2 separate regions of the Mus musculus genome follow, and region 1 is linked to region 2. A link is a contact called in public promoter capture Hi-C data. All regions are on one chromosome and are shown on one strand. Each heading gives the region's core, a stretch centred on a gene start, on an enhancer-like site or on the middle of the called end of the contact. The rest is flanking DNA. Distances are from core to core; before and after follow the strand shown. Region 1 overlaps Rasal2 (RAS protein activator like 2). Region 2 holds the start of 4930439D14Rik (a long non-coding RNA gene).

Evidence for each region. Promoter capture Hi-C pulls out the DNA fragments that hold promoters and counts their contacts.
Region 1: a promoter capture Hi-C map of liver shows a contact between it and region 2, with 2.7 times the contacts expected there. The contact joins the enhancer-like site here to the promoter of 4930439D14Rik in region 2. A contact is called at or near these places in 6 of 39 promoter capture datasets (the 3T3-L1 cell line, 3T3-L1-derived adipocytes, hippocampal neurons and 1 more), 14 of 484 Hi-C or Micro-C datasets (the F1.1 cell line, the STO cell line, brain and 8 more) and 5 of 115 datasets of contacts at active chromatin or transcription factors (bone marrow-derived dendritic cells, embryonic basal ganglia, forebrain and 2 more).

Annotation. Positions count from the first base shown.
Region 1 is chr1:157,284,796-157,289,205 of GRCm38.p6, forward strand. It overlaps Rasal2 (RAS protein activator like 2), which reads right to left. Exons shown (of 18, transcript NM_177644.5): 3 at 1,936-2,059. Among named protein-coding and RNA genes, the nearest start is that of Gm51654, 34 kb to the left of the region's middle. Within about 2 kb of position 1,951, at least 10 of the 459 cell types and tissues checked have an H3K27ac peak or open chromatin away from gene starts, as enhancers often do. A contact at or near this core is called in liver, where this site is marked.
Region 2 is chr1:156,937,250-156,941,297 of GRCm38.p6, forward strand. It overlaps 4930439D14Rik (a long non-coding RNA gene), which reads left to right and starts at 1,545. Exons shown (of 2, transcript XR_003948625.1): 1 at 1,545-1,809; 2 at 1,878-2,946. It overlaps Ralgps2 (Ral GEF with PH domain and SH3 binding motif 2), which reads right to left and starts at 2,377. Exons shown (of 19, transcript NM_001159967.1): 1 at 2,240-2,377.

The sequences.
Region 1 (4,410 bases), core at 701-3,200, 350 kb after region 2:
TCTGAATTAAATCCAGTCTTTCATGCTACACAAGCTCCCAAGCATTCAGTACAACTCTCTCCTAGACTTCTATTTATTTAAATCCGTTTTAATTTTCTGTGTAGAAGTTTTGCACATCACATTAGATTTCTTTTTCCTAGCCCAGATAGTTATTGTTTATGATGTTCTACTAAGCATATTAATTTTTTCAATGACTATTTGCCAGCATAGACAAATATCAGTAATCTTTATTTATTAATCTTAAATACTTATAGTTTTGTTTCTACATGTATTTGTTTTATCTTGTTAAGTTAAAAAAATATTAAAATCCTACTATATTCTTTTTTATTCTTAAAATAGCACCACATGTTACAAACATAAGTATTCAAAGCAATGCCCAACAGAAGGTAACTTGCCTAACTAAAACTCACCAGTAAAGAAAACTGAAACAGCCTATGTAATTCAAGATTTAACTGGCATGAAAGAGAAGAATCTCTTCAGAGATAAGCTTTACCACTTTCATATTAATGAGGGTCAATTGTTGTGCTAATTTTAGGAAAACCACTCTGAAAATTTATCACTAAGTCTCATCTGTCAGGACAATTACCAGACATGTTCAGAATAAAAGCCATAAAATGGCTCACAATCAGGTACCTTTGCTAGCCACCATATGATTTTGCCGTTAGGAATAATACCTGGACTACCAAAGACACTTAACAGTTCACTATATCATCATCATTTGTCGCTTCCTGAACTCTGTAATAACTCTTCAGATCATTATACTTCCTTAAAACCTAAGCACTTTTCAATATAGCAGAAACAATAAAAAAAGAGGAAATGAAAGATGGTAGCTCCTGGCCAGTTTGTATATATGAACTATCAGTGCATGTAAAATAAAACAGGCTATAAACATTTACAGTCCAATAAGTTTTCAATATTATGAGGACCTAAAGTAGCTTCAACATATGCTAACGTGGCTCAAAGTAAACACGATGACTGGAATATGGTTTCTCCAAAAAGTAAACTTGGGAGAAAATATTTGCTAGCCTAATATTTTTAACTGGTAGAAAGTTTTTTAAGACAATATGAGAACTAGACGTAAAAAGCATGTAAGTTCCAAAATACATTTAGACAACAAAAAAAGTTTATATTAGAAAACACAGCACAAACCACAAAATTATAGACAGACCACCACCACAGAAAGAACAAATGATTTTATTTACCTACCATGTATCCATGAGTAAATGTTTATGGTTCATTAAATACATAATAATGTAATATAAAACCCCAAAGCAGGTTCTATTTTTCAAATTACTTGATTACTTTAAATTGAGTATTCCCTTATCATTCCAGTTTAATTATTTAAATATTACAAAACAGTAACAAAACATAAAATGATACGTAGGATATAAAATGGGGAAGAGCCAGCTGTTTTGGGGGTGGTGGGGATTGGGGAGCATTGGGATCACATGCTAAACAAGTATTCTATAACTAAGCTATCCTCAATCTGAAACGAAGCGGCTAACATTTTCCCTGTCATCTACTCAAACCATGGGTCTGAAAATAATTTATATAGACCATGCAAAGTTAAATTAGCCTACTCTGACATCTACAATAACATCAGTAGCTACGAAAAGTGTGTGTCTCAGCCACTCACACAGTACCTGAAACAATACTACCAATGCTCTGAAAACAGTGCTGCGCAATAGTACAGAAATATGCCATTCAACTTGCCTACACCAAACAGCAATGTTACTGGGTAGCACACAGATAAATTTATTAGCATATAATAATTGCTGATGCTTGGCTATAACTCTGATGAACTGGATTAATGGGCTATTGATTTGAATACAATGGTTTAAGGAGAAACATACAGTACTTTGTTTTACTGTAACATTGACAAATGCTTTAGTCATCCAATAAAACGTAGGGACGTCTTTCCTTTCTTTGGCTTACCTAGTTTAGTGGTGCCCTCCTGTGGGTACTCCGGAAACTGACCCTCTGAAGGAACACTGACAGTTCTCCTCAGACAGCGCCCTTTGGTGGAATCTGTCTGTTGATCCTGTCCTTCCACAGGCATCTGGCCAAGAGACACAGAGAAAACAAAATAATGTACATGTCTAAGTACTTTCTTACTGATTAACACTTTTAATTAATGAAGATAGTAGTGTGAAATGAAATTTGAAAGTAGGAGAGGAATGTAGAAATGAAGTAAAAAGGATGTTAAGGGATTACCAGCTCCATTGCAGGAAGCTGTTGTTTAGAAAGAAAACTAAAGGAGCAGGAAAGGCAAGTGTGTAAATTAGCTAACCTGGAGTCTGTACAAATCCTATCTGGGTGCGAGCCTGCTCTGGAAGCTCAGAGAACAAAATAAAACACCCACACAAATAAAAGGCAAAGAAACAGAGAGAAAAAAGGAATCCCAGTAACTTTACATGTTGTTCTGTTTTATTAACTATTGTTGTTAATGTCTCACTGTATGTAACTTACAACATAAAACATCTAGATATATATAGGGAAAACAGAATAGACAGGGCTTTATACTAGCTACGCTTTCAGGCTTCAGCTGATTCACTGACACTTCTCTGTATCAGAAATTGGTTTAGAAACTTTAATTTTATCCAATATTCAAAAGAGCAAATATTGGAATCAAAGGTGACCATAATTTAGGCTTCAAAATTTCTCTGAAAATGGAGTTGATTTTATTAAAGATTTTAGGACCATACAACTCTTATTCAGTTGAATCAAATACTTAAATATAGTTCATAAAATGTATTTCTAATGCAAGCACATATAGACATTCACACAGGTACAATAATAAAGCAGCCTGTTTTATGCCAAAGGGGTAGCTTTCTCTAACAGTAAGAAGTGTTTTCTGCTATGGTTTCAGAAGCATACTGAGTGAGAATTTGCTTACGTGGATGAGAGCTATGAACTTAAAAACTATGCAGCAGGTTATTTCTGTAGAATAATTGATGGCGTCACGGTTTGTCTCTGGGGAGTGGGGCTTAGTAGTTTTCTCACATTTATGGGAGATGAAGGCCAAGGCCCTAGTGAGTCAGCTGAGGCCTGAAAGCATAGCTAGTACAGCCCTGTATATACTGTGTTTTCCTCTATAAATATCTATGATAAATTTTATTGTTTCACACAGTAAGACATTAACAACAATCATTAATAAATCAGAACAACAAATAGTTACAAGAATGAATTTTCTCTTTTTCTCTATTACCTGCCATGTTTCAATGTACTTAATCATATTTTATCTTTTCTTTTTTTAAGATGTATTTATTTCTTTTATATATGTGAGTATACTGTTGCTGTCTTCAGACACAACAGATGAGGGCATCAGATCCTATTACAGATGGTTGTGAGCCACCATGTGATTAGTGGGAATTGAACTCAGGACCTCTAGAAGAGCAGTCAGTGCTCTTAACTGCTGAGCAATCTCTTCAGCCCCATATTTTTATCTTTTCATGAAATGGAAGCACCTCAGCTTCTCTTTGGAACAGGAGACTTCCAGTATCTTTGGTTATTCTCCTATGTTTTGGTTATTCTAAAGTAAAATAAGAATATTTAAGGACAAGCACCTTAAGAAGAACACCATTTAAAGATACTGTGAAGAACACAATTTAAAAATTAAAATTGTTCATTTCTGGTATTTCTCACATAATATTTCTCAATTATATTTGATCATAGATAAGTAAAACTGTAAAAACCAAATCTATAGACTATTGTAATACTACATTTGGGAATAGCAGGCAAAGATATTTTCTTTTTTAAAAAACATTTATTTAATATATGTGAGTACATCGTTGCTTTCTTCAGACACACCAGAAGAAGAAATTGGATCCCATTACACATGGTTGTGAGGTACCATGTGGTTTTTGGAAATTGAACTCAGGACTTGGGAAGAGCAGTCAATCTCTCCAGCCCTACAAACGGTATTTTCTAACTTTCATCACAAATTGTATTAGTTTGGTAAAGTATGTCAATAACTAATCAGTAATAAGTTTCATTTGCTTCTTTATGGTTTTTAAAAAATCACAGTTAAGCCGGGCAGTGGTGGCACACACCTTTAATCCCAGCACTTGGGAGAAAGAGGCAGGGGGATTTCTGAGTTCGAGGCCAGCCTGGTCTACAGAGTGAATTCCAGGACAGCCAGGGCTACACAGAGAAACCCTGTCTCGAAAAACCAAAAAAAAAAAAAAAAAGAAAGAAATAAGAAATCACAGTTAATAATGACTAACATTTAATTCTTACTAAGAAAATATAGGATACATATTGTTAACAAAGGGAACCCAGTAGAGCATGGGGGAGGGGGAGTCTTTGCAGTCATTGGTACTGAATCAAACAAATATTCTTTAAGAAGGGCAAGGGTATAGGACTTAATTTATTCTTCTTACCACATTCAAAACCTGCTTCAAAATGTGT
Region 2 (4,048 bases), core at 295-2,794:
GGGGATGTCGGCTTACTTCTCCTGAAGACTCTTACAAACAAGTAAATACCAAGACAAGAATATCAGCACACATTTCATTTAAGTATATAAACCAACAGATTAATTGTCTAGCCACATATAAACCACACACCCTCTGACTCCAGGTAGAGTAATATTTAGATATGTTTGGAAGCCGGATACCTAGTGTGTATAAACACAAGCACAGTTTAAGACAACTGTCTTGATGCTTTTATTCACTAACAGTTCCTTCTATCCTCAGAAGGAAAAATGCAAGCAGTATCCTAACTCAAAAGGCATCCTGAGTTTTCACTTCTACACTAACAGAGCTGCCCACTGATGACTTTATCTCCATCACAGCACGTGTGCGTTTGTGCGCTGCAGCATCCCCTCCACACCCATCAGGACACAGCGGGACGCGGAGATACTCTGTGTGTTTAGAAGAATTGACCCTCTGGACAAGAGCTTAAAAGGAGCTTTTGATCCCAACTCCTCATAGGCAGAGTCAGGCAGATCTCAGCCAGTTAGAAGCCAGCCTGGTCTATGTAGTGAATTCCACCGACAGCTAGAGCTACATAGTGAGGCTCTGCCTCAAAAAAAAAAAAAAAAAAAAAAAAGTTTCAAGTTGCAATCAAATTATTATTACCAACAAAGCCATCTTTCACCAAAGGCAACCACTGCCCCAATTTTAATTGTAAGCTCGTTTTTAAAATGCACACAAATTGCATTCATTACTCACACATGTCTGGTTCATAGCTATCTTTTAAATTTTATTTTCTCTCAGAATTTTTGGGTGTATCCTCCCTGATACTGTAATATCAAAAAGTATACTAGGATCTTGACACACAAGCAGATCTTTCAACTTCTGCTGCAATCTGGTGAATAAAAGATAGAGAACAGTATTTGCAGAAAAAGTCAAATTCCTGAAATCAATGCATGGTGAGATAGAATGGACTGGGTTTTACTATTTTAAAATTACTATGCCAGAATTTAAGCTCAAATAACTATACTTAAACCATTCATGGGAACTCTAATAGACACATTTAATATATACATGTGGCTAAGACAAGCAATTTTCCACATTTTTGAAGCTTCATGACTACACACATTCAGTAGAGGTTATTATTATTAAAATAATACTGTTTGGTTACAAATCCCACTCCTGCAGTAACAGTATTACACTTACTACATTTATGATGCTACAGCCCGAACAATCATATCTGGGTGGGACAGGCTTTTACAGTTTGCAAGTTAACGAACTGTGGCACTGCGGTACTCTCTCATGCAAGGAATGAAAAGTTCCACAAAATTCGAATGGTCATCTTCAAAGACACACGACCTCGAGTACACCGGATGGTAAACATTACATAAACAACGCCAAAGTCAACTCATAAACAAACACCAACACCGAAACAAAGCTCTATAGCTACTTCAGCGTACTAAGACGGGGTGTGGGGGTGGGGAGGGGATGCAGAGCACCTACGAGGAAAGGCTCAATTAACTGCCGCCCGTGCTTTCATCCTCCGATCTTAAACAAAAGACGCTGGATGCTTTCGGTGGAGAGCGCTTTCTGCAGAGGGATTTGGGGTTGCAAACGCCCCTCCTCCACGGCCACCAACAGGCCCCTTTCTTCCTCCTCCCTCACCCCTCCCAGCTCAAACAAATTAACATTCGCACTAAGGTACCTCCTATCAGCTCGCAGCTTCTTCCCAAACACGCCCACGCACCCTGAAACCCGCCTGCGTCTACACCGCACACGGCGGCAGGAAAAGCGCTTCGAGGGGGGCGGGGAGCCGCGGCGGCAGCGCACAGGTCCGGGCTCCCTTCCAGGTCAGCTCCCCATCGCCTCCCCGAGCCCGGTGTTTACGAGCCCGCCTAAGCCCACACAGCAAAGGAATCCCAGGCGCTGCGGGCAGCTAGCGCGGCGGTGCGGGACCCCCCTCCGTGTCCGCACGCGGCCTCCGCCGCCGCGGCGCCGCTCACCCCGCGCTCCGCGGGCGGTTCGGCCCCGCAACAGGTCACCCGCCTCGGCTCGGTGACGGGGGTGCAGGCGCCCCGGCCGAGAGGGGGTGTGGCTGGCGCGGCGGGGCCCGGCCCCGGCTCACCTGAGAGGCTGAGGCGACGCCGGGGCCTCCGCCACCGCGGGACCGCGAGCGACCCGCAGCCCGCCCTCCCGCGCCGCGCACCGCGGCCGCCGCCGCCATTGCCCGCGCCTCCCCACACGCCCGCACGCCACGCCGACCTGTGCAGCCGCGGCCGTCGCCTCCGCTTCGCCCGCGGCTCCGAGGCAATCGCTCGCCCAACCGAGCAGTCGGCGTCTCTCATTCAGCGCCTGCCGCCGGCGCTCGGGGGAGGGGAGTGCGCTGGATCCACCCCGGCCGCGCAGGGGGCGCGCGCCGGGCGGGCGGGGCGGAGCGGCGCGCGCACCAACCGAGCGCGCTCGCGCGGCCGGGAACGCCGGGTCGCCGGGGTCTCGGCGCAGTCTGCGGGCGCCGGGCTATGCCCCCCGAGGCCAACTGCCGCCCCGTACCGGTGTCCGAGGCGCGTGCCCCAGCCGCAGGCGCAGCACCGGCCGCAAGGACGAGCCGCAGGGTTCAGGACGGACAGGTGGGGCCCCGCGGCTGCTCCCCGCACGGGTCTCGTTGGCGCCTGGGACGCGGGCGTTGCTCCCCGCTCGGGCCAGAGGACAAAAGTCTGGAAACGCTTGGCCCCCAGATCAAATACCCAGCCCGTGAGGGCGGCGTCCTTAGGAGTCGTGGCGGACAAGTGGAGGGGGACTGCAAATGTGAAGAGTCACCCCACAGCCGTGGGATCTTAAATGATGGAGTCTGCACTCTAGCACATCATCATGCCGGAAGTGTTGGGTCGGCCTCTAGGTGTTAAGCAGGGTGGCTGCCGGTGGTTTAAGGAGCAAATAACAATATTTGGGATCCCCTAGTCCCGGATTGATGAGTTTCAGGTGGACTGTATTTTCACGCCATTGCGGGAACGTGATTCTAAAAGGTGAAATTTTTCCTGTGAATGAAAGGGAATAGAAGGGTGTTGTTTCTTGGGGTGCACCTAGGTGGCCTACTTAAACTTAGCACCATTTGATGCAGTGTGACTTAGTGGAAGGTTTTCAGTGAGCCACCTTGGTGTAATCATTAGGTCATTCGGGAATAGATGCGATCCTTTTCTAGGCAATGTGCAGTGGAGGGTGGAGGGACAGTTCTATAGCAGCACTGAGTGTAGATTGTGAAGGGACCAAATTCGTTTTGATTTCCTTTTTCCCTATAATAACTAATCAAAACAGTGGATTCTTTTATGCAGAAGAAAGTTAAACACTGTCCCTTTTGACCACTGTTCCCTTCTGTGGAGAAGGTAGAAGAACGCTCCTTCATCCCCTTGGTTAAAACATGCCCATGCAAAAGTAGGTGGAAGATAAAAACGAAGCAAGGAAAAGCGATAAAGCCCAGTGCTGGTTTTTTATTCCGTTTTAAGTTGGAAGTCTCTCCAATAGATGCACAGAAACCAAAAAGAAGAAAAGCCTGTCAGAAATCTTCAACTGAGCGTAGACTAATGAAAAGGGGGCGGGGCTAAGGAACACTAGTGACCAAAAGGCTCCAGGAGAATTACTTAGATGCAGTTTTCACTTCGATGCTGTTTGCTTCAAGTCCCAAAGAAACAACAGACAAACTGAAGTAACAGTTGGGAGGGGGAACCCTTTGAGTCACTGAGTAAATGATTGATCTTTCTTTCCCCAAGTTAGTAAGAGATTAAGGGAAAGGTGGATGGCTATGTGCCAACAACAATACATTCAAAGATAGATAGATACATACATAGATACATAGATACATAGATAGAGATACGTGTGTGTGTGTGTGTGTGTGTGTGTGCGTGTGTGTGTAATTGTCCCAAGTTATTAACTGCTTTTAAAGTAGGAAAAAATAAGGAGCCTCGGGGAATTTCATTTGGTATAAATGTCTTGCAGCCACTTGAGTTGGAGCTTCATAAAAACAAAGATCCCAGGTCCCCACATCTGCCAGTAATTTTCACAGTTTACTGTAAAAGC